Linked DNA regions of Mus musculus: regions 1, 2 and 3 are each linked to region 4. A link is a contact called in public HiChIP or PLAC-seq and promoter capture Hi-C data. All regions are on one chromosome and are shown on one strand. Each heading gives the region's core, a stretch centred on a gene start, on an enhancer-like site or on the middle of the called end of the contact. The rest is flanking DNA. Distances are from core to core; before and after follow the strand shown.

Region 1 (6,707 bases), core at 2,574-5,073, 400 kb before region 4:
ACCTATCAGGCACACTGTGCAAACAAGTCCCGCCAGAACGGACCTACAACAGACTCCCTCAGACTTGATGTTTATAGTCCACATAAGGCCACCCACCCTTATGCCTCAGGCAGGCAGGGCTTGGCTTGTCCCTGGTCTTCAACCACCCAGAACAGTCCCAGGCATGACCCTTTCCACCAGCATCCTGAGAAAGCCAGGGTCTGGGTCCACATAATATCCAGGCCTGGGTGTGGCTTGGCACAAAGGCGGTGGCTGGAGGCCTACCTGAGCATAGGACGCCCTTGTTTCTGGCACAGGAAAAGCTGTCACACTCGCAGAAAGGTCCGTAGATCCTCCCGAACTCACTCTCGAAGCAGGAGCACTGGTTGCAGCTACACTCTCCACGCCCGCTGCACAGAGGCTTGCCCTCTGCCTCCCGGCACAGGTTCTGGTACCCGCTCTGGTTCTCCCCCTCCTGGCACTCGCACCTAGTGCCCAGGTAGCCGGGGTCACACTCGCACAGCCCACAGGTGTATGTTCCATTCCCACTGCATCTGGCACTGTTGGGCTCCAGCCCCGTGCTACAGCCGCATGTGCAATTGTAGGCGACTTCCACCTGCAGACTGTCCCGGAAGCCCACGGGCCTCAAGGTGAAAGACTGTGCTGCTTGTCTGCCGGGGCAGCTCCGAGCCTCCACGGACACTTCAAAGGATGCCTGGGGGTGGAAAGAGAAGAGACATCATAGCCACAGCAAGCCAGGGCTCCCACCCATCAGGGGACATGGCTAGATATACCCCTTATGAATATTATCTAGTCCAGCATACAGGTGGAATCCCGGTAGGAACAGTCAACAACCCCAGGTACTTTATGGAAAAGAGCAATTGGTTATGCTAATGTTCATATGAGAACACTGTTCTGTCTTCAGACACACCAGAAGAGGGCATTGGAACTTATTTACAGATGGTTGTGAGCCACCATGTGGTTGCTGGGAATTGAACTCAGGACCTCTAGAAGAGCAGTCAGTGTTCTTAACCGCTGACCCATCTCTCCAGGCCAGGCATGGGTCTCTTTAAAAAAAAAAAATATTTCTTTTTATTTCATGTGCATTCATGTTTAGTCTGTCTGTCTGTCTGACTGACTGACTGAGGGCATCAGATCCCCTGGAACTGGGGTTATAGATAGTTGTGAGCTGCCATTCAGGTGCTGGGAATTGAATCTGGGTCCTCTGGAAGAACAGCCAGTGCTCTTAACTGCTGAGCCCTCTCTCCAGCCCCTGGGGATGGGTCTTTACCATCCACTCTCATCATCTTTGAGACCCTGAGGAGAGGGGCTCTGAAGAAATGCATGAGGAGTGAGCTTTACCTGGTCCTTGCTCTCCTCCTTATCTCTACTTGTATCCCATTCTCGTCCATCCCCACCGCTGTGCACATCTCTCCTCCTATCTCAGAAGTCATTCATTTAACCAGCATTTACTGTCTACGCCAGGCATGGCTAGATGCTGAGGTATGGTGGCACCACCTGGCATGAGGTGCAGGGGCAAAGAGCAGCCACCTGACCACAGTAAAGAGGTCTTCTCTGTCGGGGAAGGGAAGGGTGAGGCCTGAATGTCCTCTCTCATGCCCCAGCCCCAGTGCCCTGCAAGGATGGCTCTCACAGCTGTATGTTGCCCAATCAGCCCACAGTTCTGAAGCTGTAAGGGATACTCACTGCCTGAATAACCATCACACACAGGGGCACTTGGGAGGAAGGAAGGAAGGAAGGAAGGAGGGAGGGAGGGAGGGAGGGAGGGAGGGAGGGAGGGAGGAAGGAAGGAAGGAGAGAGGGAGGGAGGGAGGGAGGGAGGGAGGGAGGGAGGGAGGGAGGGAGGAAGGAAGGAAGGAAGGAAGGAAGGAAGGAAGGAAGGAAGGAAGGAAGGAAGATTGGCTGATTTAGGGAAGAGTTTCTAACTTTAGAGTTTCTTACAGGCTACCATGGAGGCAGACAGCAAGGCAGACCTAGCAGGGTGGCAGATGACAACACCTTGTCTGTCAGCTGCTCACAAGTCTGGAGGGGAAAGGAAGCTCGCTTTGAGTCTTCCGGGAGTCAGAACATGACACCATATCTACTCTGCCTCTCCCTCCTCAGAAGAAAGTGCTGTGTGGGGAACGGGATGAGCAGAGGTGAACAAGCCACAGACACGCAGACAGGCAGGTGAATGGTGACGGAACCTCATTGAGAAGCACCCCTCTGGAAGTGGGGATCCCTTCCTCTGGCAGACATGCCTGGCCACTTCTCCAAGTGGTCCCTTATATCCGGGTGATGTCTTTATTTCTCAAGACTCCTCAGATCATTCTGGGCTTCAGAATGGGCTGGCAGTCCCCTGTAACCAACCATTAACAGCTTTGAACAGCTGTCCTCACTTCAAGGGAGGCAATGATGTCAGAGGGGCTGTGAATTTGTCTGTTTATATAGTGAGTGGGGGTTGTGCTCTTCTAGAACAGACCTGCATCCTCCTAGCACATCACCTCCTAGCAAGGGAACAGAGCAGATGTTCATGCACAGATCAGGGTAGGAAGCTTGGCCGTGGCGGTGCACACCTTTAACTCCAGCACTTGGAAGGCAGAGGCAGGCGAGGATTTCTGTAAGTTTGAGGCCAGCATGGTTTATATAGCTAGTTCCAGCACAGCCAAGGCTAGATATAGAAAACCCTGTCTCAAAAGACAAACAAACAAAAAACCCAACAACTAGGTAGAGAGATGACAGCCTGACTCAATCCAGAGACAGCACAGTGATGAGCCCCAAAGCGACGGCTGTAGACTTCTCCAAATTCTCTGCCTTGGACTAGGAATGTGCTGAGCTTGCACACAGGCAGGGTTTCAAGGGCTGAGCCTCAGCAAAATTATCTATGGGGCCATGAAGAATGCAGGGAAGCAGAGCCTTTGAGTGCCTGATGCCATCCCTTCCCTGTGACCTGCAGGAAGTTGCTACTTTCTGCCGCTTTCCATGCCTGGGAAATGAAGAGCTGGATGCAATAAACTGCAAAGGAATGGCCTGCCGCCAGAGCCAAAGGCACTCCGCTATGAGACTCTAGTGAACACAACCTTCCCCATGCATATCCCCCTTTGTCAAGGGAGAAAGTAAGGAATTAAGGAGAGGGGGAAGGGAAGGGAGGGGGGAGACACACAGAGAGAAACACACCCTTCAGCCTTGCCCACATATGCCAGGATAAGTGGAAGTGTTAGGAGCCTGTGAGTTGGAGCTGAGACATGGACACTGCTTGGCTGAGAAGTCAAGAGGGCGTGGCTTCCCAGTAGGGTCCCAGGACCTCCTTGGCCAACGCTTCTATCCAGTGGAGGTGCTATTTGCCTGCCCTGCAGTCCACTGTCTGATGGCCAGAGAGAGGCAATGTCTGTGTCAGCCAATGGCTCTTGGCTCCCACGGGACATAGGAATGCTATCAAAAGCCTGTCCGTCGGGGACAGCAAGTGGGTCAGTGTTGCTCACCACCCCATCCCCCGTGACAATTCTGTTTTCCTACTGGATTAGCAATGAACCCAGAGAGGCTAGAAGGCCCTGGAGATTCATTCCTTGGCTTCCCTCCCTTGGTGGCCGAGGTCTCAGGATAAGCACTGATACCGAGGGCTGCCCGGCTCCTGGAGCCTTTCCAGGTTCCCATTCCAAGACTCAGTCTAGAGGAAGGTCACAGCTGCTGCAGGCATCCTGGCCAGACTAGTGACTCAACTTCATTGGGATGATTCTGGTTCTCCAATGGGAGCCCACTCTTTCAAAAGGGGAGGTGCCCAGACCCCACACAAACTCCCCAACCCTGGGGTTCTGCAGGTGCCAAGTCCACTCAGCTCTTAATAAAACAAAGAGCTGAGGGAGGGCCCAAAGTCCAGGGCCCAGAGGAGTGGGTAAGAGCAGTGTGTGTGTGTGTGTGTGTGTGTGTGTGTGTGTGTGTGTGTGTGTGTGTTGGCATGTATCCCGTGAGAAGGCTCTAACGGTGGTTCACTGGGCCCTTTGTGCACGGTGGACAGCCAGCCACTTGCATACTAATTTGTCAATGTTAGTTCTTTAGAACACAAGTTCCTGGGGTATAGGTCAACTCAGACCAGCTTGCTGGTGGATGGACAGGGTGGGGGCCGTTAGAGGACTACCCCAAGAACATAGAGAAGGGAATCTCACCAGATTCAAGGCTCTGGGCTTTAATATAAGGATGGTTTCTCTTTCAGGACATCCTCGTTTCACCTACGGCCAAGTCTCCTGCTTCTTAGTCACAAGACCACCTCTGTTTGGAAACGACCACGAGGTACTGCCTGCCTCTCCCTCACCTTCTCAGGAAGCTGCTATTACTCAAAGTGAGATCTGTCCCAGGGCCACCTTGGTCTCCACTGTTGTCCCCAGACTAGTCCCTGAAGTACCCAACGACAGCTGAACTGTCTAACCCCTAGAGTCCCAGAGCCTTTGGTCACCATTCCCTAACATGTCCCTTATCCTAACTTGTGACACCCAGGAAAGAACCTTCTGCCAGGGAGTGGCCAGGCCCTTAAGCTTGTCTTGAACTCAGAGATTCATTCACCTGCTTCTGCCCCCTGAGTGCTGGGATGAAAGGTGTGAGCTCCATGCCTAACTTACGTGTAACTTTCAAAAAATCAATTTCCATTATTCCTTAGTCCCCAACCTATTCCTCTCAACCCCACAACCATCGGTTTCAGCAGCTCTCTGACCCCTCCCTCTCTGGCCACAAAGGGCGGTGCTCTTCACTCCCTAGCAAATTCTCTCAATCAATGCCTTATTCTCCAGGGTTCCTACCAGAGAGAGACTCCACTGTCCCTCTGGGTCTCAGCTCTACTCCTCTTCTTTGCCAGTCCCTCCTTCCTTGGTTACAGGGAAGATCCACTTGGATAAGCACTCTGCCTAGTGACGCTGTCTCCCCATCTTTGCAGCCTGCCGAGCAGATCACCAGCGCATAAACATTTACCAAACAGTAGATCTCAGTCACCAGCACGGTCGCCAGCAAGCCGGGACATCCATCCCTGTGATAAGCACTGAGGAGGAGCAGGAGTTATGGGCAGTTGTAAGCCACCCAACATAGGTGCTAGGGGCTGAACTTGGGTCCTCTACAGGAGCAGTAGGCACCCTTAACCTTAACCCATCTCTCTAGCCCCTTAAAATTCTTACTCTTCAGACCTCCCATGTCATAGCACCGGACTCAGTCAGTCCAGAAAGCCTTACTCTCATGATCTGCACAACCCTGGTGGACAGTGACACACCCAGCCCAGAAGAGTGCCTCTGTGCAGACATCCACACCCAGACAACAAACCCCACACAGCTCTAACCAGAGAGGAAGTGTGACTGCAGCCCGTGGACACTGGGACAATACTAGTACAGAGAGAGAACAAAGGGCCAGCAGAGAGGCTTGCCTGAGGACCTGCTTCGATTTCCACAGGGCTATGGCCACTGGAACCTAAAGTTGGGCCAAAGGCAACTTCGGTGGTGAAAACACTAAAATCATCCTGTTACAATAGAGACGTCTCAATGCTGAGGAAAGTTTCCATTTAAATTTTTTTTTTTTTTCTCCCTGATTTCCTAAGCTCTCCCGGCCAAACAAAAAAGAGCTGTGTACAAGTGGGGGGGAGAAATGATGATTCCTCCCCAAGTCCCTGAAGCTTTCACTACACTGTTCCTGAGGCCTACAGAGAAGGTCTGGGCTGTGGCGTTGCTAGTGACTTGGGTCTTACTGCTGCCTGCTGCTCACCGGCAGTGGGACCTGGGGCCAGTGTCTCAGGCTCCTCTTCGAGCCCCAGGTTTTAAGCCCACACATTAACATGGAAAAATATAGTTCACTGCAAAGCTGCTGGAAGAGACAGAAACCAGGGGCTGGCTAGATGGCTCAGTGGGTAAAGGCGCTTGCTGTTTAGCCTGAGGACCTGAATTCAAATTTTGGGACCCATACAGTGGAACAGAACCCACTCTTGCAAGGTGTCACATGATCTGACACCCAACACACATAAAATAAATAAATCAATGTTAAAAAGAAAAGAAAGGGAAGGGGAAGGGGAAGGGGAAGGGGAAGGGGAAGGGGAAGGGGAAGGGGAAGGAAAGGAAAGGAAATAGTAGCAAAGCCCCAACTGGGCACACTTTACAGTATACAGTATACTATACAGTTCCTGTATAGAGGTGGCTAACTAGGCTCCCTGTGACAGGGAGACTGTGATTAAAATAGGACTTAATCTGGGTGAGTTTAGGCAAGCCACTCCCATCCTAGAGGCCCCAGCTGTCCATCAGCAGTACAGTATTCTGTCCTCACCAATGTTGATGACTATGTGAACTCAACGACAAGGACACAGAGGCTCTGCTCTCTGAGCAGGCTGTGGTCCATCACTACTCTGTCCCACATGGTTTTTGAAATGTCTATGGTGGAAGGGTCATGGGCGTCAGGTGGTATCGGGTGCGTGCTACAGAACAGGGAGCCTTAGCTCTGTGCTTTCATTTCATTAATCCTGTATTCGATTACCTGGTCTGTCACACGGGTAACAATGTCTTCCTCGCAGGAAACTAAGAGAGGAACAGAGAAATGTTCGCTGTTCAGTCTGTTTCCGGTCCATCATGAGGTGGAATGTAACTTCTCTGTATTCCATGAAGGACCCCAAACATAAGGTCCTTGCAATTTCCCTACATTTACCTAAAGACCTCAGATCCACTCTGCCTCAAGGTGGCATTTTCAACAAGCCCCAGTTTTCTTGCTGT
Region 2 (6,892 bases), core at 2,719-5,218, 260 kb before region 4:
CCTGTGAATGCCTGCTGTGTTCCCTTGGGAACCCTAACCCCTGCAATAGTATCGTCTTAGAGAGCAGCTCGGGGTTTGAGTTTATGAAGCAAAACATGAATAACCAAGGGGGCACAAGCCCTGACACCCTTCTCTAAGCTGACTTACATCTTCAGTGGAGACCCCCTGATGCCCTACAGGGCTGTGTCCCCATGTAGACCAAGTCTGGGGAAGTAGGCAGGATAAGTTCTCCACAACATTCCAGCTCAGAGAACGAATCCTGCTACGTAGCCACTGGACTACCTACCAACAAGAAACTCCTTGTATCCCGTCGGTAAGGATGGAGGAAGAAGAGCATTCACTCACTGCTCCTGAGGATGGAACACGGGGAGCCAAACCTAGAAATCAAGATGGTGGCTCCTCAGAAAGGCAGAGACAGATGTAGAATTAGCCCTTGACCCAGCAGCTCCATTTCTAGATAGATACTGGAGAAATGAAAGGTTATCCTTGGGCTGGAGAGATGGCTCAGTGGTTAAGAGCACTGACTGCTTTTCCAGAGGTCCTGAGTTCAATTTCCAGCAACCACATGGTGACTTACAACCATCTTAATGGGATCCGGTGTGTCTGAAATACAGTGTACTCATAAACATAAAATAAAATAAAATAAAATAAAATAAAATAACCCATCACAGCTGCCTAGGAGACAGACTTTTTTAAAAAAAAAGAGAGAGAAGAAAGGTTAGCCTCACAGAAACTCATGCAAGAATACCCAGGGTAGCATCATTCATGACAGTGTAGATATAGATAAGCTCGATTCCCCAATCCCCACCACAAAAACAAAGCCCTGACTGTCCATCAATTGGTTAATAAACAAAACACGTCTTATCCATACAAAGGTTATTATTTATCCATGAAAAGGACTGGAATGCTGATAACTATACTTCCTGGTTAGCTTTCACTGTCAGCTGGGCAGCCTGGTTGTTTGAGAGGAGAGCCTAGACTGAGGGATGACCTAGATCACATTGGCCTGCAGTCCTGTCTGTGAGGGGATTATCTTGATAACTATTGGATGCAGGAGGGAGGGCAGAGCGCATTGTGGGAAGTAGTGCTATCCCTAGGAAGATGGTTCTGGGTCATGTAAGAAAGCTTAGTTAGCTAAGGACTGGAGAGATGGCTCAGTGGTTAAGAGCACTGGCTGCTTCCAGAGGACCTGGGTTCAATTCTCAACATCCACATCAGACCACACATAGGAGGCTCATATCCACATACATATATGTGTAGTTGAGAATAAAATCTTTTAAAGCAAGCAAGTTAAACATGAACCGCGCGCGGAGTGAGCCAGAAACCAGTAGTCCCCATAATTATTAATTTCTTTCTTTCTTTCTTTCTTTCTTTCTTTCTTTCTTTCTTTCTTTCTTTCTTTCTTTCTTTCTTTCTTCCTTCCTTCCTTCCTTCCTTCCTTCCTTCCTTCCTCCCTCCCTCCCTATCTTTCTTTCTTTCTTTCTTTCTTTCTTTCTTTCTTTCTTTCTTTCTTTCTTTCTTTCTTTCTTTCTTTCTTTCTTTCTTTCTTTCTCTCTCTCTCTCTCTCTCTCTCCCTCCCTCCCTCCCTCCCTCCCTTCCTCCCTATCTATCTATCTATCTATCTATCATCTATCTATCTATCTATCTATCTTTCTTTTTTTTTGTTTTTGTTTTTTTTTGAGACAGGGTTTCTTTGTATCACCCTGGTTGTCCTGGAACTCACTCTATAGACCAGGCTGGCCTTGAACTCAGAAATCCACCTGCCTCTGCCTCCCAAGTACTTAGAGCGTGAGTTCCTGCCTTAGCAGCCCTCAATGACAGACTGTGACTCAGACATGTAAACCCAATACCTATTTCTTCCCCTATGTTACTTTTGGTCAGAGTGTGTTTAGTTTAGTTTAGTTTAGTTTTTAGTTTAGTTTAGTTTAGTTTTTAGTTTAGTTTAGTTTAGTTTTTAGTTTAGTTTAGTTTGAGATAAGGTCTCATCGTACAGCATTAACTGGCTCAGAACTCACTCTTAGGGGGCTGGCCTCAAACTTAAGAGATCTGCTTGTTTTTGCCTCAAATGCCAGGGTTAAAGGTGTGTGCCCACCCATCATGCCTGGTTTGGTCAGATCGTTTCATCATAGCCACAGAAAGGAAGCAGAGCCCAACGCTAATAAACTTGAAAATAACAGCGAGGGGAGAGAGCTCAGACAAAAATTATGATATTGTAATGGGGTCCCAGACCTTAGCACAACCGACTCCGAGGTGGAAGTGCCATTCTGGCTGTAAAACTCGGCACATAGACAGTAATGCCTGCCAAAACGAAAACAAAGACCGATTCCATCAAAGTCCATAGCTCTGGGAAAGGTCCACATGCACTATCCTTGCTTTTTGGCTTCTGTAGTTGCACGTCTGGTTAACTGTTCTTGTTAACCGAAAAATGTCAACCTAGAACATGCTTTTGTGTTTCAAAGCTTACCCTGAGAAAGGCTCAGGGCTACAGTGGGATCCTGACCACCCAGGGTAGTCACCTGCCAGGTTATAAAGACTTTCTATTGGCTTAAACCCCATATCTAAGAAGTCGTCTTCCGTGGTTACCCCACAGTACATATGGCAGGGTTTTGTTTGTAATAAATGTACAAACAGACACAGATGTAGAGATGAAAGGTGGGCCAGCTGCTGGGCTGGGGCAGGAGGCACTGGCTCAGAAGCACAGGCTTCTTGTTGGAATAATGAACATGGACTTGGTCGTGGTGGTGTGGTGTGCCCCTGTGACCGAGATAGAATCATATATCAGTAAAGGTACGGGAGAAGAGGAAGGGGGGAGAGGAGAAGATGGAGGGAGAGGGAAAAAGGAAGAAAGGAAAGAAAGGAAAGGAGAGAGCAGAGAGAAAAAAATGTTAATTTCAGAGTATATTGTCTTGAGGCAATTGATGCTCAGAGCAACCTCCTGGGCCCTTGTAATTTCCCGGTGAGCACACAAATGCACTTCGAAACACAGAAGTGAAAATCAGGGCCAAGCATGGTGGTGCATGCTTTTGATGCCAGTGTTTGGGAGGCAGAGGCAGGTGGATCTCTGAGTTCCAGGACAGTTAGGGCTCTGTTACGCAGAGAAACCCTATCTCTGAAAGAAAAAGGAATGAAGGAAGGAAGGAAGGAAGGGAGGGAGGGAGGGAGGGAGGGAGGGAGGGAGGGAGGGAGGGAGGAAAAACTACTCATTTTCATTGAGGCCCCAAAACAGTGGTAGGAACTGTAGCTTAATAAAAATCCAACAGATGCAAATGTGTTTGCTTTTCAGTTTAACTTCTGGCTGCACGGGATATTTAGAAAGCTGGCTCACATCACTGTGAACCATAAACATGAATTGATTAAATGCCTCTACATAGTATAAAATCTGTATGTAAGTGCCATTTTGCCTTGTGTTTATTTAATATCAACTTGTCTAGGCTCAAAGAAAACTTTTCAAAATCATTGTCTTGTGTTAAAATTTATTGTTGACACTGTTCCCGAAGCCCACAGCTCCTCAGGATCCATTTTTGCTATAATAATCATGGTTAAGTTTGGAACAAAGCTCTTTGCTCTGGACACATTTTTTTTTCCCCTGCTGCAATCAACCTGTGGGTCACAACCACTTTGGGGGGAGGGGGAATCTCATATCAGACATCCCGCATATGAGAAATTTACATCACAATTCATAACAGCAGCAAAATTACAGTTATGAAGTAGCAACAAAAATAATTTTATGGTTGGGGGGTCACCACGGTATGAGGAGCTGTATTAGAGTGTCATAGCATTAGGAAGGTTGAGAACACTGCTCTAATGTGAGCTCACCACAGCTCAAAAGCATCAGGGAGACGTAACAGAGTGGTCACTGTATCTTCTAGAATGAACTAACAACTGGCTTCCAAGTGAGACCACAGACTGATCTCCCAGAGTGATCTTCTAGTACTGGGGTGAATATCAAGATGTCTATCGTGTGAATCAACTCTGGGAAGTCAGTTGTGTGGGCAGGCATCGGATCATGGGGCTTTAAGTAACAGCATGAAGGATGACAAAGCCAACAACAAACCAGGGTTTCAAGGGTTGTGCTTTCTATACCCCACGCCACGCCACACCATGCCACATCATGCCACGCCATGTCAAGCCATGCCACACCATTTTTATTTCATCCAGTCATCTGCCTAGTCTCCAACCAGACTTTTTCAAGAATTGCCAAGGACTTCTGCCTCTACTGTGGAGTTCGGTCTCATCTGTCGCCTTTCACATGAACTCTGCAGTGTCATGCTCTTCTAACACACTCCTTCAGAAATGACACATGCCCTGGAAAGTATAATAAACTGGATATTTACACTCTGAGTTCTCTAAAACTCCCTCTACAAATAAGCTCTTTAGCCTCGGGAAGTCACCCTCTCTGATGTTGTTTCCTTATTAGTAAAAAGGAGTGGGGGCCAAACAATATGTCATTTCCAGCTTCAGCCTCCGTGAGTCACTTGGTTCCAAGCATGCTTTATTACTTTTGGATTGCCACATCCTTTTATTCATACTGGAAATTGCATATAGGATCTGGAAGGCCTGGACCCTGAACCTTGTTGTGAGGCATACACATTTTCTATTAATAGAAATAAAACCCGGAAATATCAACCTGCTGACATATTCCCAAGGATATCTGAGGATAATCTGTGGTTGTTTTGGTCTTCTTTTGAGACATCTCCATATGTAGCCTGGGCTGGACTTGAGTACATGCTCTTCCTGCCTCAGTTTCTCAAGTCCTGTAGATACCAGCATTCACCACCATACCATTCTCGAGGATATATTAGCAAGCAGAGGCCCACAGTGTGCGTTCATTCGGGGGCATCTCAAATGCTACTGTAAGCCACCACAAGCCACTTCCCAGTTGCTCTTGAGAACAAAGGGGTGTGGTGACAGTTGGGTAAAGACGTTGCAGAGACTGAGAAGTATGGTCTTCTTTGTCTGTTGTCACACTGTCCAAGGAGCTGCCAGGTCACCCTCCAGTCATGTTATTGTGTGAGGAATTATTGGTGCAGCTTTTTAATTATTTATTTATTTTTTGGGTACTGGAGATTGGACCTAGACAAGCACTCTGCCTGAGCTGCGCTGCTAGTATGTTCTTCTCTTTCTGATGTGACTCTGAACTTGTTTCATGGCTTAGGAGGGTGTCAGGAATGTGATTGAAAAAGACTGGCAGTTCGTAGAAGCTGAGAGCTATCGAAATGGTTTTACCCGTGGTATGAACATCGCAATGTCTTCATTTATCAAATATTTGTGTAGCATCTATATATGTAACATATGCTTCTTTTTATTACATTTATTTGGTTTGGTTTTTTTGTCTGTGAAGAGGTACACATGCCATGGCTCAAAAGCAGAGGCCAGAGGACACTTTGTAAGAGTTGGTTCTCTTTCTCTATCATGTAAAACCCAAGGACAGAACCACCACCTCATAAAATACTGGCACCTATGCAACCAAAAGAATAGAAAGAAGATTTTTTTTTTAACAATGAGATAGCATTGAAATAGAGCAGAAATTTTGCTTTGGAAATGAACAACAACTAAGAGCTTCTCATCAATTTTATGTTTGCCCTCTGACTCACCATAGTTTCTGCCTATTTAGTCTCCCTGCCCTCCTCCTGGCAGGATTGCAAATTCTGGGCCAGCTGGCTTCTCTGATACTTGGAGAGGTGGGAGCTGCTCATATGAGGTGTGTGGGAAGGGTGTGTGTGAGATGGTGGTGGTGGTGGTGGTGGTGGTGTGTGTTACAGGGTTACAAAGATCACACCAGGTCCTGAGGGATCTAGAAAGGAATTGGAAAGGACCAGATATGAACCAACCAATCAGAGTGTGAGGAACAAGATACCCAGCCCTGGGAATGAACATACAGAGAGACAGCAAGGACTTTGTTTCCTGATTTCTTATCAGCAGGCTAAATAAAGACTGAGTCCCAAGTAGATTATTAAAAAGTGATGTGTCAGCCAGTACAGCATCCTTTATTGAGGATGGTCACTGTATCAGAGTAACAGCACATTACTGCGGGGTCTGCTCAGCTGTGAAATGAGGAGGGAACACCAGGAGAATCAACATTCTGGATTTTTCTATTATAAAAACAGCTGCTTCGAGTACACACATTTATTCAACATTTGCTTCATCCCAGGTCCAGCATCTTGTCAAATGCATTCTGTCGTTCAGATCCACTTTAAAATGGTTTGTTTGTTTGTTTTTGGAGACAGTGTTTCTCTATAAAGACAAGATTGGCTCAAACTCACAAAGATCCTCCTGCCTCTGCAGGACATCTTAATTTAATCCTTTAATTTATCCCTGAACTAAGTTATATCATTTCTTCTATGATAAATCGGGTGTGAGGGCTAAAGTTATGTTTTAAGTTTAAATAACTGTGTTTAGGAGATCTATAAAATAAAAATGCTTCTAACCCATAAGCCCCACTTGGCCAAGAACAGATAACTTGCTGGGATGCTGGGGGCTGTTATATAAGACACAAGTCACATATTCTCACTTCTGTAAACAAGGTTGGTTGCCCCAACTGCACAGGCTATGCCTGATCACATGTAGGTGGGAGGTACGTAGGCAGGAAGTACCTCAGGATATGTGCTTGCCCCTCACTGGACAAAGGTGGGAAGCACATTGCCTTGTGGGTTTTGCCTTTATCAGCACCTGACTAATGTAATTCAAGGCCACCCTCTGGGAATCCAGGATATGGAGTTGGCTAGTGTCCATCGCCACGGCCAGGATTTAAACAAAGCTTGATTCAAATTTGGCTCAAAGCTTTTGGTTGAGGTCTTGTTCTGTCCTGGTAAGATTAACACAGGAAAGAGAAAGGCTGGATTAGCTAAGAAATTCATTAAGGCTCCAATGCTAATAAACAATATAGGTGAGT
Region 3 (6,382 bases), core at 3,268-5,767, 460 kb before region 4:
AAAGTTTCATGTATGCATTTTGCTTTCTTTTTTTAAATTAATTTCTTTTATGTGTACGACTTTTACCTCTATATGTCTGCACCACATGCCTGGGCCTGCACCATGCCTGGGTCTGCACCACATGCATGCCTGGTCCCTACAGAGGCCAGAAGAGGCCACCCTGTGGGTGCTGGGAACTAAACCCCAGTCTTCTGCAGGAACAAGGACTCTTAACCACTAAGCCATCTCTCCAACCCATTGTTGTGTGTAAAAGTATATTCTGCTTAGAAAGGAAAACAAACCCACATTTGATGCTCCAAATGGCACAGAAATATCTTGGCTAAAAAATTATATTAGTTTACCTTCAGGGTCTCAAAGAGTCTAGGATACTGAGAAAGTAGAGAAGGGTTTTTAATAATAATAATAATAATAATAATAATAATAATAAAATTAAATGTACAGAAGGAAAAGTTTCTTTTCACTTTGTTGTGTATTCATATGTGTATGTTATGTGGTTTGGGGGCAGTGCATGCCATAGCTCATGTGTGGACAGCCCATGTGTGGACAGCTCATGTGTGGACAGCTCATGTGTGGACAGCTCATGTGTGGACAGTCCATGTGTGGACAGTCCATGTGTGGACAGCCCATGTGTGGATAGTGCATGTGTGAACAGCACATGTGGACAGCCCATGTGTGGACAGTGCATGTGTGGACAGAGCATGTGCGAACACCACATGTGTGTACAGCACGTGTGTGGATAGCCCATGTGTAGACAGAGCATGTGTGAACAGCACATGTGTGGACAGCCCATGTGTGGACAGCCCATGCGTGGACAGCGCATGTGTGGACAGTGCATGTGTGGACAGTGCATGTGTGGACAGAGCATGTGTGGACAGCCCATGTGTGGACAGCCCATGTGTGGACAGCGCATGTGTGTACAGCCCATGTGTGGACATCCCATGCTTGGACAGCGCATGTGTGGACAGTGCATGTGTGGAGGTCAGAGACAAATTTGTGGAGTCAGTACTCTCATGCTTTTAAGTGAGTTTCAGGCTTTCAGGTCTATATCTTCAGATAGCAGGTGCCTTTATGCCCTGAGCCAAATTACCAGGCTCAGGAGGAAATATTTCTCTCTCTCTTTTTTTTCAAATTTATTTATTTTTATGAACACGGTTAAGTGCCTGCACTTATGTATATGCACCACATATGTGTCTGGAGAGGAAGAGGGCATCAGATACCTTGGAACTGGAAGTAAAGAAGGCTGTGAGCAGCCTTGTGGATGCTGAGACTGTAAGCCCTGACCTCTGGAAGAGCAGCCAGAACCTTTAGCCTCTGAGCCATCACTCCAGCCCCAGAAAGATTTCTAATATTGCTTGATCTCTCTTCTTCAAAATGCTTGGGACCAGAAGTGTTTTTGCACAAAGGATTTTAGGAACTATGTACATGTCCACAAAGAGATGTCTTGAGTCTGGGACCCAAGTCTAAAAACGACAGTCACCTATATTTTTTGTACTCCTTTGCCTGAGGGTGTCTTCAAGTGATGTAGCTAGTGTACCGGTACTTTGTCACTCACCATGTGAGGCCAGCCGTGGAACTTTCCACATTAATTTCATGTCTGCACACAAAGGGTGTCAGATCTTAGAGCATTTTGGATTTTCGATTTTTGAATTAGGGAACTCAACCTGTCAGATGTTCCTGTTTCAGGGATGCATCTGGGATGTGCGCACACGCACACACCCTACCATATTCTGGTAAATGATGCCCTGCTGACTGATGGGATAAATCTTGGAAACCCTTTCCCACTTTGTCTTGCAGAGGCCGTTTCTCTATTGTAAAGAAATGCATTCACAAAGCTACCCGCAAAGATGTTGCTGTGAAATTTGTGAGCAAAAAAATGAAGAAGAAGGAGCAGGCTGCTCACGAGGCCGCCCTGCTCCAGCACCTGCAGCACCCTCAGTATGTCACGCTCCATGACACCTACGAGTCCCCCACATCCTACATCCTGATTTTGGAACTGTGAGTACAGAGGTAGCATCTCTAGTGTGGTCCTCACCTGCTTGGGTTCCCCATTGCCCACAATTAACAGACAAGAGTCTCATTTTGTTCTGTGCTGTATGGGTTTATAAAGTGTGCCGTGGACCGTGTTTTCTTTCACCTCCAGCTTTATATTAATGTAGCTCTCATTCTGAAGACTAGAGAAATCAAGAGTGGAGAAGGTTTTTTTTTTTAAAGATTTATTTATTTATTATATGTAAGTACATTGTAGCTCTCTTCAGACACTCCAGAAGAGGGAGTCAGATCTTGTTACAGATGGTTGTGAGCCACCATGTGGTTGCTGGGATTTGAACTCCGGACCTTCAGAAGAGCAGTCGGGTGCTCTTACCCACTGAGCCATCTCACCAGCCCATGGAGAAGGTTTTTAAAGCGAGCTCTGTGAAAGTATGGGTGAAGAATCCCTCCTTTTATTGGATCCATACAGTGGATCTTGAAACCATGTCTTCTCATCCACTTTTCCTAGCTTTTCTAAGCTTTATTTCATGTTTTATATTTATGGTTACAGTGTTTCATTGCATGGATAAACTGTGTAATCATCAAACCTGGATATTTGCGTAGGTTGTTTCTTTGTAAGGAAAACATTTTTTTTTAAATTCCTCTTCTCAAGCTATTTGAAATATATTAACAGTTCATATTGTTAACTCTGGTCTCTGATGTGTTAGAATATCTGAACACAGCATACCAGGCCAAAGCAGTTCCATGTGTAAGAAGTTTATTGGGAGAGAGAGGGGCAAGGAAGGTGGTGGTGAAAAGAGAAGAGGGAAGAGAGAAAGACAGGGGGGGTTGTTCCTCTTATATATATGGATGGTAACGTGGTCACAGGTAAAGGTGGGAGGTGAGCCCAATGGATTCTGGGAATATGGTGGCCATTGTCTTGGCAACAGGTGTGTAGATTGCACTGTTGCCTATGTGATGTCACAGGTTTCAGAGGTCCTGATACCAACAGTCACCATATTATAAACTAGATCACCAGAACGTATTTCTCTTCCCTAGCTATAATCTGTATTTCTTACACTTATTTTCATTTTCTTCCTATTATGTACTCTCAGGCTTGACTCATTTAAGAAGACTTTCCTGGTGGTTGACTGATTGACAAGAGTGGAGTTGGAATGAGAGAAGTTTATCTATCAATCTATAGCCATAGCACCCCCAAACTACTACCTAGAATTTTCTATCCAAGACATCTCTGGAATGTCAGATTATCTAGATATCAAACATAGAAAGATACAGCTTTTTTCATTAATTAATTTGCTTATTTACTTTACATCCCAATCAAAACTCCTTCTCCCTCCTCTCCTCCCAGTCCTTCCCACTCACCTTACCTCTTCACATCCCTCATCCCACCCTCCGCAAAGGACCAGTCTCAGTTTGGAAGAGGAGTTCTGAGAGAAGGGGTGTCTGGGAGCTGTGAAAACAAACAACTTAAAGTGTGTTGTGTGTAGCTTTTTGCTATCCTGCCTAAGCTCTGGGAACAGGCTGTGCTACCAATCCCCTCCCAGCTTTCTTTGAATCAAAGGATAGAAGATACACACACACACACACACACACACACAGAGTTGTTCATTTTCAGCTTGCCTTCTTGGCACAATTGCTGGGTGCTACTATTTCTTACCTGGAAAAACATGCCCTTAGCTCAAAACTTCCCACTACCCTATCTTTAGTTGGTCAGTTGCATCTAGTCCCTGATAAACATCTCTAACCATCCACCTATAGGAGTGGCAACAGCCCATGACTCCTCCTCAGACCTCACATCATGGTTGCCTGGTTCTTCTCTCTCCAAAGCATGGCGAACTCCCTCTCTCCTTCCTTGCATCATCCTGCTTGCCTCCCAGAACCTAGAAGTCCCACATGTATCTTCTGACCAGCAATTGTCTCATGGCATTCTTTATTGACAGATCAAGAACCAGTTGGTGAACAGGACCTTAGCATCAGAACCTCCCCTACAGAAGTCAAATTGTGGGTCCAAGCTGGCCACCTAGGTTCTGTTGAAATGGCTTTTCAGATTGCTGTGTGTGTGTGTGTGTGTGTGTGTGTATGTGTGTGTGTGCGTGTGTGTATGTGTGTGCGTGTGTGTGCGTGTGTGTGTGCGTGTGTGTGTGTGTGTGTGTGTGTGTTTGCGTGTGTGTGTGTGTGTGTGTGTGTGTGTGTGTGTGTTTTCAGCATTGTCTTCCTTTTTTAAAAAATTTTTCTGGTTGAGACAGCTCTCTCTGCTAGTAGAAATTCTACAAGAAACCGAGATAGTTCATAAATTTTCTAACCAAAGTCAGAAAAGCTGCTATAAAAAAAATTATTGGATCTTTCATCCAAGTCAGAAATCCTGTTAGAAAAAAAATTGTTGAAGAGCTGTTTTTGCTCTCCAGAGATTTCGGACAGCTCAGCCCTTGAGAGAGAAAATTCTAAAGCACTTCTGTCACACTCTGCCTACCTCATCTCATACAGACCAAGAGGACCAAAGGCCTGTCTTTTTGTTTACAGATCAATTCAGGCATTTACTTTAGGTTTCCTTTTGATTATCCTATGAGTCAGCATTCCAGTGACCCCAGACCTTTGTTTCCTAGGAGACAGCAAGCATACATTTTCCTTAACATTGCAAAAGAATTCAGAGACCTGCCTGCCTTTGTTAAGCACAGATGAGAAAGTAGTTGGGTGGGACCCCTCCCTGAAATGACCAATTCTACCACACTAGGGCCTGGACTTTCCGTGTCCCAGAATGACCTTGGACTCAGGAATCTGCCTGCCTTTGACTCTTTCTGACAAACTGGCTCATTAATGCAGCTGCCCACGCTCCCTTAGATTGTGAACCCCTTATAATTCATATTGCATAGTTACATTTTTACATAGTTGAGAAATTATATATATTTGATTTCATGTACTTAGAGCTCTTTCCCATAGCCTTAAGGCCTGTCCTGAAGGTCCCAGTGTTTACCATTTTGCTGAGACTTAGCCACACCCTCAATTTCTGGATGTGCTGTTTTTAATTATCATGAAGTCATTAATATTATCAGGGAGGATATTCCTTGGAAGGAAAGAGTCTTCAACTGCTAGTACATTATTACACAAACAAGCCTTACACCCACAGCAGCCATTGACACTCATGGAGGCTCACACCAGGATCCTGTCCAAGGCTCAGGAACCATGTCACTCTGTCCTCACCAAGACCACACTGGGTTGGCATCCCCTCCCTTTCTCCTCACAATCTGCCCTGACATATAAGTTTGCTGTAGGACCAGGCACAGAAAGAAAGGTACAGCTCTTATCCTTAGGGGCCACAAGTCCAACAGTTAGAACCAAGAGATAAATAATGCTTTAAATATGGCGTGGAAATACTAGAGACCATGTATTACTCAGGGCTGTGAGAACATAGAACTGTTCTTTGTTGGATGTGATCTTCAGGGAAGACGTGTGGGAAGCAAGGCCTGACTAGAATCACGTGCTCAATCTTGCTCTGCCTGTAGTGGTCAATAGGGATAACTGGTGCAACCCTCCTGGACCAGAAAATCAAGATTCCCATTCCCTAGTCTCAGATGGATGCAGGCTAGAGAACAGCTCTAAGGAAGGTGGGGTGGCTGATCTTTTCTGGCTTGGAGCAGTGTTGCTGTAACTGTCCCCCTCATTTGTTCCAAGTATCTCTGAGAGTTCCTTGTGATGAGCACAGTACCACTCCTCTCTGATCTTTCCTCTCTTGCCTCATACTAGAAGACCAGAGGGAGGTAGGGAGCCTTCCAGGGGCTCCATCCTTTTCCACTTATCAATAAAATAGAAGGATCCCGTAGCAAGGAACAAATTAGGGGAGAAAATGAAGTCAGCTATGCAGGTTTCAGCTATGGTTGGAAGTTATTCCTGTACTGGATCACACTCCTTGACATGGGCATTTCCTGAGACGTATCTCAAATGACCCACTTCACATTAAAGGTTTGATCACTTGTTACAAAAGGGCATAGGAAGCCTAGAAATAGCTACTGTTTATTCAGCACCGTGTGTTACTTCTTTCTTTCTGTGATGAGACACCATGGTCAAGGCCACATATAGAAGAGAGTTTATTAAGGGCTTAAAGTTTCAAAGGGTGAGTCCATGACCATCATGGTGAGGAGCATGGCAGCAGGCAGCTCTTGGTTCTAGAGCTGTAGTTGAGAGCTTACATCTTGACCCACACAGCACAAGGCAGGAAAGTGACTGAGAATGGTATGGGCTTTTGAAACCTTCAAAGCCTGCTCTAGTGCCACACCTTCTCCAGCAAGGCCACACCTCCTAATTCTTCCCAAACAGTTCCAGCAGCTGGGGACAAGTATTCAAACATATTTGACCATGCCTCAAATCTTCATTGCCTCACCTGGCTCTCACAAGCCTG
Region 4 (6,485 bases), core at 3,582-6,081:
ACGGAAGGTGCTAGGCCTCCGTGGCTCTTGGTCATTCAGTAAGCACCCAGCAGCTGTATAGTGATGTTCCACAGAAATGAGAGGGTTTAAATTCCACTATCCCCCCACCCTTCTCCCCCCCCCCTTTGTGGAGATGAAAAGCACTCCCCAAAATAAAGAAAATACGTATAAGACTTGCTATGATTGGGATGCCCAACCCCCACCCCATGTTCCACGTTCAAACTTTTGGTTCCCACATCCTGGAATGACATGGACCCTTAAGTAGTGAGTGCTACCCGGAGGTAACATTAGGGAGGAGCACACCCTCTACTGGAGGGTATTTCCAGGACAGATTAACTGAGGGAGGAGGACCCTCCCCCAGTGTAGGAAGCACCTTCCCCTGTCAGCCTGGGTGAAGAGGTCTGAGGAAGACACAGGGCATGTTTGCTTTCCTGCCACTGCTTCTTGCTGCGAGTCTACCTATCCTGTTGTTACTCCCAGCATGCTTAGCTGTCATCAGAACAATGTGGACTGAAGATCAATGACTCTCCAGAAAGCCTTAGGTCAGCGGTTCACTAGGGGTTGAAACCCTTTTGGGGATGCATATCAGATATCCCGCATATCAGATATTTACATTATGATTCATAACTAGCAAAATTACAGTTATGAAGTAGCAATGGAATTATTTTATGGTTGGGGGTCAGCACGACATGAGGAACTGTATTGAAGGGTTGCAGCATTAGAAAGGTTGAGAACCGCTGCTCTAGGCTTTTACCCCCAGAGACATGTAGCAGCTACCAGGTTCTCAGACTCTCATGCTGGACTATCCAGCCTGCACCATGTAAGCCAGTTCTATAAATGCTCACCTGCAGTGTATCCAGTCAAGATGTTACTCCAAAGAAGCTTGCCTACCCACACACACTTGTCTCTCCCTCTGCCGCCCTCTCTTCCCCCTTTCTCGCCCTCCTCTGACCCTTCTTGCTCTCTCTACTTTACATGATCCCCACCACCACCACCATAATCCATGCCTTTAGCAGGACTAAGCTGATATGGGCTTTGAATCTATTAAATAAACCCGCTCCCTTTATAAGTTACTTGGCTCAGCTATTTCCTTGTAGCAACATGCCGCTGACTAACACGGGATCTTTCTCCCGAGAGCTGGTAACACTAAGTCACTGTCCCTCAGAAGTGCATTGTAGGCTGTTTGTATAAAACAATCCTATACCACCATCACTACCACAGTGCACCGTCTGAATAAGGCATTAAAGCTCGAGATGAAAAAATTTCTTAAAATTGATTTGTAAATAGATTTAATATACTTGACTGACAAATTATTGATGAGCAAATGAAGATACTCCCAGGAGCTGGAGTTTCACATCCTATGAGTTGCTAGTGGATACAGGAACCAAACGCCTCTGTAAGAGCAACATAAGCTCTTACCTCTTCCATCTTCTCAGCTCCCCATCCCCACTTCTCCCCCTCCCCTGCATTGTCTAGGGTACCATTTCTTGCCTGGGCTGTTCCTACCCTCCTAACATCTTTCTCCTTTGTTGTGACGTAGTTCTTTCTATAGCACTGACCTGTGCATTTGACATCTTGGCCGAGAGCCTTGAAGGAGATTCTCTTAGTCACTTTCCAGTTTAAACTTTCTATCTTGGCCTTCGGATCTACTGAGATATGACCAATCTACAGTTCCAGTTGTACCTGGGTCTTTCCACTTGCCCTGTAATGTGACCGTTTCTGTCTTCTTTCCTTGGGGTGGGGAGTGGGGCAGAAGCATTCTCAAGTCTTGATAGCATGCTTGGAGTATGGGCGATGTTCAGCCATGCTGGTTGTATGTCTGGGATTGGATAAACAGCCATTTGCCTCAGGTCTTGAAGTGTTGGTAGAAATAGAGTGTGTGGTAAATTCGGGAAACACATCCCAGACAGATGGAAAAATCACAGTAGCCACCAGGTAGTGAGCACTGTCTTGTTCTAAACACTTAACATTCGTTATCTTTACATTCTGGGATACAGTTACTTCGGGGCGACTGACAAGGACTGGAGTTCTTTGAGTGCAGAAATTTCCTCTTTTCTGGTATATGCCTTCTGCTCCAAATTTATGCAAAATGCATAATCCATCCAGATGGTAAATCAAGGGCCTCTTCGGGAGCCAGAGGGGAACAGACAGTAAATCAAGGATCTCCATGGGAGACAAAGAGCAGTGAGGTAGCTATTATTTTTAAGCTGTAGTGACTAGTCTGCAGTGAACATCTGTGAACCTTTTTGTCACCTTTACCCCAGCTGTGGTGGCAAGAAATTCTGTGAAGAGCTTTGGCACATGTATAACATGGGATTAAGTAGGCAGAGTCCAGTAGGAAGACAGGCTATGGAATGTTGTATAAAACCCTTCGGCCTTGGCCTGTCTCTTGAGCACCATGGGGAGGAAGCAGCCTGTGGTTGTGAGTTATAGAGAAATGGATGACTAAATTCTCAGGTTGGCTTTAGGCATTTTAGTTTCAAATGGGAGTTAGGTGTGTGTGTGTGTGTGTGTGTGTGTGTGTGTGTGTGTATGTGTGTGTGTGTCTGTGTATCTAAAATGAACTCCCCAACAAGGGGTTGTAGATCTAAGTGTTACAGTCTGGTGGTCAAGGTTACACGTACAGACTGGGCTTAAGTGCTGACTCTGCACTTTGTGAGTTTGAGTGAGTCTCTTCACCTATCCTCTATTTTCTCACCTATGAAATGGCTTTAATGACTAAGCTTACTCTAGAGGAGTAAGAAAAATTAAGGAGACAATTCTTGAAAATGCTATGATAATACAGGACTTGGTTCATAGTAAGCATTCAGTAAACATTTAGTCCACATTTAGTCCACAGGGCGGCCGTATACATGATCAGAAGGACCAGCTGGCAAATGCACACGTGATTTAGCACAGCAAGGTCAGGCAAAAGAAGGACAAAGGCAGGAATGTCACATGCAGAATGACACCCGGGAGGAAGTGCTTCCCAGTGTCTGAGTCATGTTCTCCTCCTCTTAGTTCTTTTTTTTTTTCCGTTTATGAAAAGATATATCTTGTGAGGAAAATTACAAAATGAAGCTAAAAGTCACATAGCCTCTCCTTAGGAAGTCAGACCATGCTCTAGGTACCACCCGGTGGGCACCTCACTTAGAGCACAAAATTCGTGCCTCAGCATCCTTAACATCTAGACATCTTGCAAACGCTGATCTATCATATAGTGACAAAGACAGCAATTTTCTTCTCTGCTTCTGGTCATGGATGAAATGTAGCAGAGGGCAATGTAAATGTTTGAAGTAATACAAGCCATCCATTCATAAGCAGGCAAAGACCAAATCCTACTGGCTGTCTTAGAGAGCAAAAGCTTAGATGGGACTATGTCTTTCATAAGCCAACCTACCAATTCTCAGTCTAGAGCTGCGGCCACTAACTCCTAACACCAACCTAAATCATCCCAGGGTCAGTTACTAGGAAACTAGAGACCAACACTTAATCCAGAGTCCAGAAAAATTCTTCAGAGTGGCACACCCCAAACTGTTCACTCTACCCTGCCTTCACGTTCCTGCAATAATCCCCAGCAAAAGCCTTGGTCTTAGACTCCTTCCACTCCTGGCTTTGGTCACCTGACTAACCAGGTGCATCCCCTATGGTCTGGCACAGAATTTTTGAGGACTCAGAAATGAAAGCAAAGGTTTTTTTGTTTCGTTTTATTCTGTTTTTAATTTTGTTTTTAATGACACAGACTAGCACCAATGTGTTAACATATAATACTGTTACTTGGAGACTAGATCATCCCCCAACTGCATTACAAAGTCATTAACTGACTTCAGCCTAGTTCTGCCACTCCTTGTCATATGTTTATGGAGCATTTACCGCCTGCTGGTCAGCAGGCAGCACGCCTTCACTGGCATCTGTGCACACATGAAAAGGGTTAACATGTGGCTTGGATGCCCCTACCACCTCCGGACTTTCAGCTCTAGACCTTGTTCTTGAAATATATATTCTTTCTCCTGCTGAAGGGCTTACTCCCCTCTCTTGCAGTGCAGGAACACCTCCCTGCCTCTCACTACAAAGCATAAAGGAAACCCAGGGGGCAATGAAACACCAAGGTGACTGAACACGGATGGCAGAGACCCCATAAGCACCAAGGTGTGGGCTTTCATTTAAGGGATTAATCCTTCAATTCTATATCAACCATCGACCACAAATGGAATATTTTACACTACACACTACACACACACACACACACACACACACACACACACACACTAATAACCAACAAGAAGGACTTAATAAAAACAAAACCAGCAGACATCAGGGAGTCCAGAAACCCCCTGATTTCCGTAGATTAGCTTTTCTAGAAATAAACTTACCTTCTGACTTTGATCTGATTTGTTATTAAAGGGAGTTCATATCATTTGAGTCTCAGCCTCCACTCGTGGCATTCTTCCCATGATGGGGTGGAGGGCAGAGAGCGGAGTACATTACAGCTAATGCCAAAGGAGACTTTCTGCACGGTTAACTGCTGTCCGAGGTATTCCCTCAACGCCTAAGTAAACCTGAGATAACTGCTTTGAAAATACTGCACTGCCACAGACCCCCCCTCTGCTGGCACCTGTCTGTCTGATGGCCTCTGCCAGCTCCACCACCACCCCTGTAACCAGACTTACCTGCTGGGCTGCCTCGTGGAAGAGTTCTTGCGGAGACCTCTGGGCCATTCTCCAGGAAGTGAGGTTCTGATACTTTTATCTAGATAGGGAGACCACTCTGGAAAGCAAACATCACTCTGTCAGGCCAGGCCCTCCCTCCCTCCCTTGCTGCTTCTTGCCTGTCCAGCTTCCTCTGCACTGAGAAAGGTCGTGGGTGAAGTAGAAACCTTGTTGGCCCCATCTGGGGACTCCTCCCCACTGCTCTCTTCAGAACCTCATTTATGGTTCAGAGCCCGCCTGATCATTTCCCGTTGTCCTGGGGTCACAGGAACTCCTATAGTTCACTCCCTACTCCCTGAACTCCTGAATATTGGGGAATGGTCTAGGCTGACTGCTCAGCTGCCTAGCCCTTAAAGACATAGTCCTACACTCTTTTCCCCAGTGCCTTGGGAACCCTTTGTTCAGAGCAAGGACATTTGGGGTCTTGCTGGAACCCGTGTCTGGTGGTGAGTGCAGGCAGAGTGTACTGGAGGCAGAGCCAGAGGGCTGGCGGCTGTCTTGAGAGGCCCCTGGACCCTGGCCAGAATAGGGCAGGTAAGAAAAAGATGTCAGAAAAGTACAGTTCTGGCCCACCAGAGGAGTTGATCTGGCTTTCCTGAGGCCAGGGACCTTGCCCCATGACATTTGAAAGAAAAAAGAGAGGGAGGGAGAAGGGCTGAGGCAACTGGCCGTGCTCCCCATCCTGCAGGAGACTCGTGGGGAGAGGAATAGGGCAAGATTCCTTTGGGACACATCACCCTAAAAAGATCTGAGGGCTGCGGGATGAGGCTCTGGGCACCAGAGTCAGGTCCTTGCGACCCCAGCCACTCTTCCCCTCCACAGAGCAGTGCCCGCACCCTCACCTGCTCCTACTCAGGCTCCGGAGGCCACGCCCGCCCCACCCGGTCCTGCCACGTGGCCGCAAGCGCTCCTGGCCACCTGCCCTGCATCTCGGGCGACCCCGCCCCAGCGTCCGGACTCGAGCATCTGGACTAGAGACCCAGGCCCTGAGCACCCCCTGTCCGAAGGGCGGTGGTTCAGTCAGGTGACACCGAACTGGCAGGAAATGGAGCTTCCAGAATGCGGCCCGGGCATGCTGAGAGGCGGGGGTGGGGGGCTGACCCTCACCACTTCAGCAGGACCACTGAGCCACCTCGGGTTGCAGGACGAGGGGTGGGAATTAACATACAGAGAGATTAAATTATCTCCATTTTCAATCTGGCATAGTTCCTAAACCTTAAATAACTTGCCAGGCTTCCATGTGGGTTTCTGAGAAACAGGAGGGCAGCTGGGAGTACTTCCCACGCCCACAAGCCTTTGTGTGGAATCCCTAAAAATAGAGGCTGTTCTTTTAAAACAAAAGGGAAGGCAAAGCCCGGGAACACTGGTGGCGCCCTCTCCTCTCTTTGCTGCTCCAGGGAAGTTGTTCCTGTGAAGGTGTCTTATGTAAAGTTTGCAGTCTGGGCCATTTTAACAGTGTGGAAAATCTTGCTCCCAGTGTTTGGTGCTCAAAGATCCATCATCACTACACCCAAGACGTTTTTTTCATCACCCCATACAGAAAACACACATTCTGCCACTCCCCACCCATGGTGTCCCCATGCACTGTCTGTCTTTCTGTCTACTCTGAATATAACTGGCCTCTAAATGGAATACAACAACATTTATTATCGTTTTGTGCCTGGCTTGTCACACGTGAGCAGCACACCCCCAAAGTCCTTTCTATGTTGTATACATCAGCATACAAGCAGATTGGGTTTTCATTCCTTTGTGGGGTTTTGTTTTCAGTTTTGGCTTTACAATGCTGGGAGTGGAACC

What was found. Promoter capture Hi-C pulls out the DNA fragments that hold promoters and counts their contacts. HiChIP or PLAC-seq counts read pairs in DNA pulled down with a chosen protein or histone mark.
Region 1: an H3K27ac HiChIP or PLAC-seq map of microglia shows a contact between it and region 4, with 5 times the contacts expected there. The contact joins the enhancer-like site here to the promoter of Slc12a8 in region 4. A contact is called at or near these places in 3 of 39 promoter capture datasets (cranial neural crest, liver and pre-B cells), 1 of 115 datasets of contacts at active chromatin or transcription factors (microglia) and 2 of 9 other capture datasets (adipose tissue and liver).
Region 2: an HNF4G HiChIP or PLAC-seq map of pancreatic cancer cells shows a contact between it and region 4. The contact joins the enhancer-like site here to the promoter of Slc12a8 in region 4. A contact is called at or near these places in 3 of 39 promoter capture datasets (3T3-L1-derived adipocytes, cranial neural crest and stem cell-derived epiblast-like cells), 5 of 115 datasets of contacts at active chromatin or transcription factors (cardiomyocytes, embryonic stem cells, intestinal villus epithelium and 1 more) and 3 of 9 other capture datasets (adipose tissue, liver and macrophages).
Region 3: a promoter capture Hi-C map of the SN4741 cell line shows a contact between it and region 4, with 7 times the contacts expected there. The contact joins the enhancer-like site here to the promoter of Slc12a8 in region 4. A contact is called at or near these places in 15 of 39 promoter capture datasets (the 3T3-L1 cell line, 3T3-L1-derived adipocytes, the C10 cell line and 10 more), 2 of 115 datasets of contacts at active chromatin or transcription factors (embryonic stem cells and pancreatic cancer cells) and 2 of 9 other capture datasets (adipose tissue and liver).

Annotation. Positions count from the first base shown.
Region 1 is chr16:33,913,772-33,920,478 of GRCm38.p6, reverse strand. It overlaps Itgb5 (integrin beta 5), which reads right to left. Exons shown (of 15, transcript NM_001145884.1): 10 at 265-694. Among named protein-coding and RNA genes, the nearest start is that of Umps, 50 kb to the left of the region's middle. Within about 2 kb of position 3,823, at least 93 of the 459 cell types and tissues checked have an H3K27ac peak or open chromatin away from gene starts, as enhancers often do. A contact at or near this core is called in adipose tissue, liver and microglia, where this site is marked.
Region 2 is chr16:33,774,932-33,781,823 of GRCm38.p6, reverse strand. No RefSeq gene overlaps it. Among named protein-coding and RNA genes, the nearest start is that of Muc13, 16 kb to the left of the region's middle. Within about 2 kb of position 3,968, at least 63 of the 459 cell types and tissues checked have an H3K27ac peak or open chromatin away from gene starts, as enhancers often do. A contact at or near this core is called in pancreatic cancer cells, where this site is marked.
Region 3 is chr16:33,978,301-33,984,682 of GRCm38.p6, reverse strand. Kalrn (kalirin, RhoGEF kinase) reads left to right here. Exons shown (of 60, transcript NM_177357.3): 58 at 1,795-1,995. Among named protein-coding and RNA genes, the nearest start is that of Umps, 14 kb to the right of the region's middle. Within about 2 kb of position 4,517, at least 28 of the 459 cell types and tissues checked have an H3K27ac peak or open chromatin away from gene starts, as enhancers often do. A contact at or near this core is called in the SN4741 cell line, embryonic stem cells and pancreatic cancer cells, where this site is marked.
Region 4 is chr16:33,516,541-33,523,025 of GRCm38.p6, reverse strand. Slc12a8 (solute carrier family 12 (potassium/chloride transporters), member 8) reads right to left here and starts at 4,831. Exons shown (of 13, transcript NM_134251.3): 1 at 4,650-4,831. The coding sequence starts at 4,697.